Regions from separate parts of the Mus musculus genome. Here region 1 is linked to region 2. A link is a contact called in public Hi-C data. All regions are on one chromosome and are shown on one strand. The core of a region is the stretch at or near the end of the contact, and the rest is flanking DNA. Distances in the headings are between cores, read along the strand shown. Region 1 has its middle 13 kb from the start of Gm39352. Region 2 holds the start of Kif23 (kinesin family member 23).

Evidence for each region. A called contact is a pair of places that touch in the nucleus more often than the background predicts.
Region 1: a Hi-C map of cortical neurons shows a contact between it and region 2, with 5 times the contacts expected there. The contact joins the enhancer-like site here to the promoter of Kif23 in region 2. A contact is called at or near these places in 2 of 39 promoter capture datasets (hippocampal neurons and liver), 1 of 15 datasets of contacts at CTCF or cohesin (embryonic stem cells), 8 of 484 Hi-C or Micro-C datasets (the N1E-115 cell line, cerebral cortex, cortical neurons and 2 more), 7 of 115 datasets of contacts at active chromatin or transcription factors (astrocytes, embryonic forebrain, embryonic stem cells and 3 more) and 1 of 9 other capture datasets (liver).

What each region holds. Positions count from the first base shown.
Region 1 is chr9:62,551,198-62,556,679 of GRCm38.p6, reverse strand. No RefSeq gene overlaps it. Among named protein-coding and RNA genes, the nearest start is that of Gm39352, 13 kb to the right of the region's middle. Within about 2 kb of position 1,914, at least 30 of the 459 cell types and tissues checked have an H3K27ac peak or open chromatin away from gene starts, as enhancers often do. A contact at or near this core is called in the N1E-115 cell line, cerebral cortex, cortical neurons and 2 more, where this site is marked.
Region 2 is chr9:61,943,038-61,948,232 of GRCm38.p6, reverse strand. It overlaps Kif23 (kinesin family member 23), which reads left to right and starts at 1,434. Exons shown (of 23, transcript NM_024245.4): 1 at 1,434-1,621; 2 at 2,814-2,883; 3 at 3,902-4,030. The coding sequence starts at 1,611.

The DNA.
Region 1 (5,482 bases), core at 665-3,164, 610 kb before region 2:
TGAGATTAAAGGCGTGCGCCACCACCGCCTGGCCCAAAGCAACTATTATGAGGACAGCATTTAATTAGGGCTGGCTTACAGGTTCAGAGGTTCAGTTCATTATCATCAAGGTGAGAGCATGGCAGTATCCAGGCAGGCATGGTACAGGAAAAGCTGAGAGTTCTAAGTCTTCATCTGAAGGCTGCTAGCAGAAAACTGACTTCCAGGCAGCTAGGATGAGGGTCTTAAAGCCCACACTCACAGTGACACATATACGCCAAGGCCACACCTCCAAATAGTGCCACCCCCTGGGCCAAACATATTCAAATCACTACAGGTGGTAAATTCAATTCTTTGTGTGGAATTGTGACTTAAATGTCTGACTGACTGTGGTGTGGTCATTCTCCAATGCTAACATTTCTGAGGAAAGGCAAGTCTCCATTTGGCCTCCACCTTGTCCTCCATTTAACATTCCCAGCTGAATCCATGCAACCCTCGTGCAGGTTACCAGATCTCGAGCCATCAGGGGCTTTAGGTAGCTCATCCCACATGATGGACACACAGTAACTAAGGGTCTGATTCTTTCCCTCTTCCCACGCTGCCTGGGAATCAGACAGCCCGACTCGGGAAGGACTCTAGTCATCAAATACGTAAGACCTCTACCCGCCCCATCCTGGAAACCTGTAAGAGAGGACCTCTCACACTCAACCTCATGGGCCTGAACTCTCTTCAGAACTACGACCGACTATGTCATTAAAAACTGCCCTAGTAAAACTGCCCTCTTACTAAAAAGAGAGTCTGCCTCAGTTTCCCCCTCAAATCAGAGTCCCTAATACTCTGAAGTTCAGCGCCATCAGCTATAAAACCAGAATACCATAGCACTTATCTTATATGGCTTTTTTTTTATTGAAATAATTCCAGGTGCAAAAGGAGTTACATTGTAACACCCATCTTATGTCAGGAGTGTGGAGTTACTCTATCTTCTGAGGAGTATCTGTCATTCCTAGAAAGGCCAGCAGGTGGTACTGTCTCAGAACAAATCTTTCCACCAGTTTCTCTGTGCAGGTTTTCCATTGGGTTGTTTGTGGTGGGTAGATTGGGGAGGAGGGGAGGGCAAAGCTGACAGGAAGCAGTTATAGAGAGTATAGCACTCTCCTTTTCCAGAGGGGGCGTCACTAAGACCAAGAAGTGCTCAATACTTTCCACTGGCTGTGACAGAATAGACTGGAGTCCTCTCAGAAGAATCAGGCTGGAGTCCAGGGGACATTCTTGCCTTCTCCTTGCTTCATGGACTAGGATGCCACAAGACTGGCCAAGTAGGGATGCGGCAAGGACCAGTCATAGAAAAAGGCTGTCTGTGCTCTCCAGGCTGACTAGCGTCCAGAGAGATCTTGGTTATCAGGTTGACCAAGCTCTCTTCTCACAAACCGGATACTGGGAACTCAACAAAGTCATTTAACCAATGTGTTCCAGAAGCCAGAGTCTGGTCCAGGCCATGGGCCCAGGTCTCCTGCTTCCTAGATTGATCCCCTTCCAGTTTTTCTTGGTTCAAATGGGAAAGGAAAAAGTATACAGGAAAAAGATTGGCCCAAATGTCTTCCATCTCTGCACCTAGGCCACTCCTACTCCCTTTCACTCTGATGCTTAACCCATGACCCCTACCATCACAGTCTCATGAAATTGCCCTTTCGTCTCCTGCACTTGGAGTTTGGACAGAGGGCATCCATTTTTGTTAAACAGGAACACAATCTAGAGAGGGTACAAGCCTCCCAGGGGAAAGAAATAGCCATAAGAGGGATTGGGGGAAGCAGGGCATTGTTGCTGGGCAACCAACTTCTTCTGTTGCCTCGGTAACAGCCCCATCAGAGGGAGGCTGTATGCAGAGTGTGCCTATGAGCTCCAGTCCTGGTGGCACCAGCTGGCTGGGTGTCCCCTCCCCCCACCCTGTTTCACACGGCCTCCTGCACATATGGGAGGGCCCCAAGCAAGGTTACAGCCCTTTCCCTCTGCACCTCCTGCCTTCTGCACCATCCTTCAGCACAGAAGCATATGCTGTGCACATCCAGGTAGTCCGCTTGCCTCCAGACTCCTGTTCATACTCTCATTCACTCAACAAACATGCACCCTATGGTGCCTACACTGCAAGGACTCAGCCAGGTCCCAGGACACAGGGAAGTCAGGTAGGGTCACACAGTTTCAAGCAGTAACTAGCAGGGTAGTCAGACAAGTAACTGTGAATGCATTTGACCAGAGAACCATGGAGTCACAAAAGAGTGGGCCTCCACATCTGAGGGAGGAAAGGGGGAAGGGGTGGGCCGTGTAACACACTCCCAAGATGCCATGATCTCCTCTCCAGAACTTTGAGCAGTACTCACTGAGGCAAAGGGAACGTGCAGCTGTGACTACATTAGGGACTGTGTGGTGGGGAGTTACCCAGATCATCTTGGTGGCCCTGGATGTAACTATGGGTCTTCCAAGAAAGAGAGAGAACTAGAGAGAGGGAGATGGGGTGGTAGAAACACATGGCAGGAGCGCTGTGAGGAAGGGCCACAAAGTGCAGCATCTCCACAGCCCTCTGCTTTGGACTTCTGACCTTCAGTGCTGAGAAAGTATACAGTGGTCTCACTTCAAAGCATCAGATTTGTGGTCATTTGTAAGAGTGGCCACAGGGGTGGGGGGAAGAGTTGCCACAGAAAACTAATAGGGGTTGGAGAATTTCTTGGAGGAGGTGATGTCTGGTAGAACTCTAAAGAATTAGGGGTGAGTCCCTCAAGGGACAGAGAAGCCTACTTAGACAAAGACCAGGATGAGATTGGCTCTGGTCCACTGTGCTTTCTCAAGGCCGTGAGAGATAGACAGGGAGAGGAGGTAGAGGCTGGCAGTTGTGAGAGAGGAAGGTAGTGGCCGGATCACACCGGGTGTCCCAGGGAGCAAGAGGGAGCCACTGAAGGTCACAGGGAGAGGTGGCTGAGTCACACTGCAATGCTGAGGTCCCTGGCTTCAGCAGAAAGGACTGTGGAAGCAGTATAGTCCCCATGAGAGTTGAGAACAGCAGCGATGGGATGAAGGGGCAGCAGGAAAGGCTAGACTCTGGGATGAACTGGGGCGAACTATGGACTGACTCCATCCATCCCACTGTTTGGAAGACAAGGAAAGAACAGGTAATTTGGGGCTTTGGTTTTGCCAGTAGGTGGCGCCATTGGCCATACGGTGGTAGGGAGCCAGAAGTCTGGGGCAGATGTAGAAAGGAACCCAGTGTCTCTGAGCAAAACCCCAGGAGGTGGGAAATACTTACTGGGAATTAGATAGAGGATGCTGCCCAGAGAGCCTGTGGCTGTTAGGGTGCCTCTGCGGAGGCACCACCCCAGTTACCTCCTATTGCAGTTCCAACCAGAAGGTTCCAGAAGCTGACAGAGACTGAATATCTGAAGAGCAGCCCTGTCTGGGACCTAGAAAGCAGCTCTGTGTTCTCAACATCTCAACTCCAATTTCTTTATAAAACCTAGGCAGACTCCACCCTGGCCTGAGGAAGGGGACACCGTGGATCCGTTGGTGGCCCACCCTCCCACCCTTCTTCCAGTCGTCCAATATCCAGGAGAGCTGGAGGTGCCAGTGAGGCCTGAAAATGACCAGAACCCAGCTGGAAACCAAGAGTCTCAGGTGTATGGCAGGTCAAAGAAGGATGGGTACCGGCAACATCCTCACGTCCAACTCTGGGGGTACGTCTGTGAAAACACTGGGGTGTGAACTGGTAAACTGGACAGTAACTTAAAATTTTCCACCCTAAGAAAGTACTCTCTCCCACCAGGTATAGGGGCACACACCTTTAATCCCAGCAGAGGAGGAGGCAAGTGGATCCTTGTGAATTGGTGGTCAGCCTGGTCTAAGCAGTGAGTTCTAGGCTAACCGGGGCTATAGAGTGAGACGCTGTGTGATAGTTTGAGTAGGTATGGCTCCCACAGACATTTTGAATGCTTGGTCATAGGAAGTGGCACTATTAGAAGGTGTGACCTCGTTGGAGGAGTTGTGTCACTGGGAGGGAGGCTTTGGGGTTATATGAGCTCAAGCTAGTTGAAGTCACATGGTTTCCTTCTGCTGCCTTCGGATCGAGATGTAGAACTCTCAGCTCCTTCTCCATCACCATGCCTGCCTGCACACTGCCATGTTTCCCACCATGACCATAATGGACTGAACCTGTAAGCCAGCCCCAATTAGATGTGGTTCTTTATAAGAGCTGCCTTGGTCATGGTGTCTCTTTATAGCAATAAAACCCTAAGACATGTCTTGTCCTGTCTCAAGTATACAAACAAACAAACAAACAAACTCCTTTTACTCAGTAGTTTCAATGTTTGCAACATATCCTAAAGAAATAAACAGAGGCAGGTGTGATGGCACACACCTTTAATCTCAGCACTTGGGAGGCAGAGGCAGGCAAAACTCTGAGTTGGAGGCCAGCCTGGTCTACACAGCCAGTCTTGGACAGCCAGGGCTACACAGAGAAACCCTGTCAAAACAAAACAAAACAAAACAAAAAACAAACAAACAAAAAAACAGAACAGAACAGAACAGAATATCTATGTGCAGAGATGAACATGGGGCAGTGTTTGTAGTTGCCAAAACTGAAACAACTTATTTAACAACAGGGCAACATTGAGGGTTATTATAGCTGCTTAGAGAAAAGAATATTATGAACCCCCAAAAAGAAGAGTCTGAGGTGGGCATGGTGGTGCATAGCTCTGTTCAGGGTCATCCTTGCTTAAACGGTGACTTTGAAGATGGCCTGCCATCTTGTCTTAACAAACAAGAGAGATTTGGAAAAAAACAAAAACCTGTAGTGAGTGGAGGATGCATCTACAATGTTGCATCCTTATATCACACAGTATTGATTTCAACCCTGACAACTGTAACAAAGCCACTGTCCAGTTGGTTCACCAGACAGGCGCTTTCAGCCAAGCCTGGGGAGGCGTCTGGGATGGAAACCACAGAATGCAAGGAGTTGACCTCTGACCTCCAAGATGTGAGTTCTTGCAGGATCCACACCCCCAAGAAATGAACAATAAAACCTTACCAAAAAACCTTAAAAAACAAGTTGTAGAAGGAAACCTCAACTCGCTCTCATTTCCAGGCTTTGGTGTTTTTGTCTTTTTTGTTTGTTTGTTTGTTTTTGTTTTGTTCCTTTGTGGTTTTTCCGAATTTTACCACATTTTCTACGATAAGCAGACAAACTTTCAACCTATAGAAAACAAATTTGGTTAACCAAAATATCCTTGTTGAAATCAGATGCCAGCCAGTAAACGGCAGGGCTGGGACCGAAAGCCAGGCCTGACTCCAAACTGCCACACCCCACACCCCAGTGACAAGAGTTGAGTGTCCAATGGAGACTCCCAGGCCCACCCCACTGGCGGGCAGAGGATCTGAACAGTGGGCAGCGTTTTCTACACCATCCAGTCTAGAGCAGGCTCAGCTGGCCCTCCCTTCCTCTGCAAGGGCGTCCACTCTCTCC
Region 2 (5,195 bases), core at 185-2,684:
TGCCCATAGTGGTAAGCACCGAGCGTGCAACAGTGCCATCTAGCGAGGCTGAAGAGGATACGCTGGGAGAGGACTCCGTAAACAGGGGCCGGGCACCGCGTGGGGTGATGCTGAAATCAACGGTGCAGTGAGGGGCGGCAGGGGCTCTGGGATCCAGAGAAGGTGAGGCATTCTCCGAGGAAAGGAAGGCTGAGAGACAGCAGAGAGACTCGAGTGTGGGGGCAGAAACGTTCCACGCATGAGCGTTGGGCTTGGGACAGGTGAGAGGTGACGCAACTGAACAGGAAGACTAGCCTCAGGGCCCCACTGAGGGTCTCAAGCAAAGGGCGATGACCCACCCTAGGGCTCTCCCAGACCTGTGACTTATAGGTGAGAGTGCAGTCAAATGGATCGGTTTTGGAAAGTGATGGTGGCAAAGCCTGGTAGCTTTCTATCTGCTTCTGGAAATTTATCCATGGATGCATTTTCAGGTTTATTCATCGAAGCAGTTTGCAACAGTAAATATTGGAAAGACTAATGTCCAGTAATATGGACATTAACTATGGATATTAAACTGGCTATCCTTATCAGTGCTGGCCCTAAAGGAAGTTCTAAGTGGAGCTTGAGTCACAGAACGCAGGTGTGGCTACATCCCTGGGGAATCGTCAGCATGGGGGCTGGGATTAAATGAGAAAGAATCAACTTGTAGAAGGCAAAGGGTAAACGGTGGTTGCACAAGGGCAGTGGGTAGATTTTATGCATCTCTGTATATCCAGGAAACATCAAAATCAAGAATTTGAAGGTTAAGGATGTGTGGCTTAGTGGTATCACCTTTGCCTAACATTGTGAGGCTCTAGGTTTGATCACTAGCACCATGAAACACACACACACACACACACACACACACACACACACACACACACAGAGAGAGAGAGAGAGAGAGAGAGAGAGAGAGAGAGAGAACTGGAGAATCCAGAGAAAGGAACTTACAACAGGTTGTCTGCCAAGTTGGTATAGTCTTCAAGATCATTCTGGGGTCCTCACTGTAAGTGTGAGGCCAGCCTGGGATACAAGATACTCTCGTCTCAAAATAAATATCAAAAGTAAGATAAAATGTAAACGTAGAACTAAAAGTAAAGGTAAAAATAAAATATAAATACAATAAAATGAATAAGATGATGTGGTAGCCAGCGGCCAGCCTGAAATTAGAACATGCCCGACCAAGGCTTTACTTCCTTAGAGGTTCTCAGGACAAAGACTGGGAGATCTCAGCTTCTGCGTCAGAACGGAAGGGCGGAAGGGCCGGGATTTCCCCTCTCAGGTTTTTCTCCAGCGCTGCCCTCCTCAGCCTCCGGCTGGCGCCCTTGGGTTGCCAAGGAGACGAGCGCCCCTGCTGGCCGTGCCAGCGCTCCCCGAGGCCCCGCCCCTTCGCCGCAGGCGGCCGCTGATTGGCCTGTTTGAAATGCGCCGGGCGGGCGCACACTTGGGCTTGCAGCGTCGCCGCCGGGCTCTCCTCAGATTGAGTCCTGGTCCCCGCGGCCGTGGTTTGCTCGGCTTAGTTCCCGCCAGCCTTGCTCCTGTCGGAGCCCGACGTCCCGCGCGCGCGTCAGGATAGCACGGAGCCTGCGGTCATGAAGTCAGCGTGAGTACTGGTGGGAGGACTGCGTGGGGGTCGCCGCCCTCCTCACGCTGAGACTGGGGACTGCCCGGGAGCTGAGTCCGTAGTACAGTGTAGGCCGAAGCTCCGCACTGCAGAGTTCTGGTGGCTGGCGACCCTGGTGTGCCGGCGCCCTCCCAGTCCTCTGAGCCCGCGAAGGCTGCCTCCGAATCCGGGGCTGTCTGCCACCACCTCCTCGGGTTGCCATCCTTTGGGCTGCCCATCCCTCCCCAGCTTCCTTCCTCCCCGCCCGCTGCGCAGGTGGCAGGTCTGGGGACCCCGGGCGGCGCGCAGCCGGGGTGCGCGCTGGCACTTTGGGGGAGTTGAGCCTCCACAGCTCCGTCGGCATCCCTTCCCTAGTTCTAGCCTTGAGGTCAGGGTCCTTCTGCAGCTCCGCCACCTTGCGCTATCTTTGTCCCCAGGCCATCCCACACGCCTACTCTATCTCCCACGCCCACATTCCTCAGTATTCCTAGACTCTTCAGGAGAGCCACATCCTGGTTACACTTTTACTGCGAAGGAGGGCTGGCTTTAGAAATCGTTACTTTCACACGCACACACACGAAAAAAAAAAAAAACGGAACTTTTTAAAATGAGGAAACGTCAGTCTTTATATTTACTTAAGGATACCTACCCTAGTATATCGCTGGACTCTGGTTTGCTTCTAGTTTACGTGTGACTCTATTGAGAAAAGTACTTTAATAATCTACAGTCTAAACGAGTCTTTTGGTTTAATTTGTGTTAAATATTCTTGTAGCCTATAAACGAGAAAGGAAAAAAAAGTTAAATGATAGAGAATGTTGAAATAAAATAATTTTTTATATTGTTTACTTAAAATAGCAAGACATTTCAGCATTGTGAATAATCTAATCTTCCTACATAGCATGAGCAAATCTCTGAATTTGCACTCCAACACTTAAAAAAAATACAAACAAAAGTTCCACTGAGTACTAATGGTATCAAAAGTGTATTTTCCCAATTGAAATTTTAATGAGTTAAATTACATATACCACATTTCTCGAGTACAGTTTATTGTTTATATACATGTTATTTGCTGTGCGGTATTTGAGATTGCTGGGAAATGATTTTTTTAAGCCTTAGGAAGTTCATTGTTAGAATTTGTGATGTCTTCTATGTTAGTGTTGAATTTATGGCTTTTTTTTCTCTTTTTAACCAGGAAGGCTAAGACGGTCAGAAAACCTGTAATAAAAAAAGGATCTCAGACAAACCTTAAAGATCCAGTGGGGGTAAGGTGTGTGTGTGTGTGTGTGTGTGTGTGTGTATTTTCTTTCTTTAGTCCACTTCTTGTATGTGTGTGCTTGAAAGGGGAGGAAAGCAATATGAAAGTCGGGTTAAAGAGCACGCAGTTAAACCGATGCACTGAATTGTATAAAGCTGGGTTTAGCTGGGAAGTTTGCTTTCTGTAAAGGGACTCTTTAGTTGTTGACTGCAAACCTACTATCACTAATTAGATTTGAAAGGTTAAATGGTCTCTCCCAGCAGGTTCTACTCTTTGGGGTGGGGATGGGTGGGGACTTTTTCCTCAAGTCTTAGCCCTCTCCCACCTGTGTGTGGTAACTGACACGTACTCAAAGTTCATAGAGACTAGTGCAGAATAACTGGATTTAGTTAGTACCTCTTCCTGAAAAGAAGTTTCTGAATATCCCCTCCATCCCCCCACTGCCACTGCAGAGGGTCTCTGGCTCCCAACTGTACCACCTGCTGTGAACACAGCTATACAGGGTTTCCCCAAATGAGGTCCTCTACCCTCCAGATGCTGTGATTACAAAGTGAGCTACCATGCCCACCTGAGCTGGCTGTTGGAAATAACACCCAACTCTAAAGAATTTAATGGCTTTTTCAGCTATTCAGAGAGATTTTTATGTTGTTGCAATTTTATTTGTGCACAACAGTGAAGAGATTACGGTTCAGTTTAATATTTTAACCTAAACTTATTTTGATTTAATGCACCTTTGCATTTGATCATTCTGAGCTGTAGATTTGTTTTTTGTGACTCAGGAATTTATGTTTGTAGGCGAATAAACAGAACTTAAATGGAAAGTCAAGTGTGTGCTGAACATTCACAGAGGTGCTTGCCTAGAGTCCCAGCATCCTGGAGACTAGCAGGCAGATTGCTGAGAGCTCCAGTCCACCTTGGCCTACAGACTGAGAACTTGTGTCTCAACAAACGAAACAAACAGAAAAGCCAAAAAGAAAAATCAGGCAAAAAGTCAACCTTGTTTGAACACCTCTTTCTTTTTCCAGGTGTACTGTAGGGTTCGCCCCCTGAGCTTTCCTGACCAAGAATGCTGTGTGGAAGTGATCAATAGTACAACCCTGCAGCTCCACACTCCTGAGGGCTATCGACTCAACAGAAATGGGGACTATAAGGAGGTAGGTTCCTAGTGGAAGGAACCAAATTGTTTTCAGTTTTGGATTTAAAAATTCATGTGTGATCTCATTTGTGGGAAGGAATACTTTAGCCACCTTATCTAAAGTGTCTTTCATTTCTAGGACGTGCAGATAGAGTTTTGGAATGATGGAATTATCCGGTTGCTTTCAGGGGATGATGATGATTCTTCTTCTTTTCCTCTTCTTCCTCTTCTTCCTCCTCTTCCTCCTCCTCCTCCTCCTCCCTCTCTCTCCTTTTGGTTTTTTTTTTGTTTGTTTCCTTTTGTATTTTTGAGGCAGGGTCTTACTGTGTAGCCCTGGCTATCCTGAAACTCATTATATAGACTAGGCTGGTGGCTTGGAACTCACAGAGATCTGCTTGCCTCTGTCTTCTGAGTGGTAGGATGATTAAAGGCGTGTGTCACCATCAGCTGACTTTCAGAGGATATCTTAAAACTGGATATATAAAACTTCACAGACTATGCCGGGGCCTAGCAAATACAGAAGTGGATGATCACAGTCAGCTATTGGATGGGTCACACGGCCCCCAATGCAGGAGCTAGAGATATTACCCAAGGAGCTAAAGGGAACTGCAACCCTATAGGTGGAACAACAATATGAACTAACCAGTACCCCGGAGCTCTTGTCTCTAGCTGCATATGCATCAAAAGATGGCCTAGTCGGCCATCACTGCAAAGAGAGGCCCATTGGACTTTAGATGCCCCAGTACAGGGGAACGCCAGGGCCAAAAAGGGGGAGTGGGTGGGTAGGGGATTGGGGGGGTGGGTATGGGGGACCTTTGGGATAGCATTGAAAATGTAAACGAGGAAAATACCTAATAAAAAAAATTAAAAAAAAAAAAACTTCACATGAGGAGATTTGAATAACATTTATTTATTTATTTATTTATTTTTGGTTTGGTTTTTCAAGACAGGGTTTCTCTGTATAGCCTTGGCTGTTCTGGAACTCACTTTGTAGACCAGGCTGGCCTCGAACTCAGAAATCCACCTGCCTCTGCCTCCCAAGTGCTGGGATTAAAGGCGTGTGCCACCACGCCCGGCCCGGCTGAATAACATTTAATAAGAGGCATTTTGTGTGTTTTTCCTTTCCCTGGGGCTCGAACCTAGGACCCTGTGCATGCTAGGCAAGTACTCTGCCATTTGAGCTA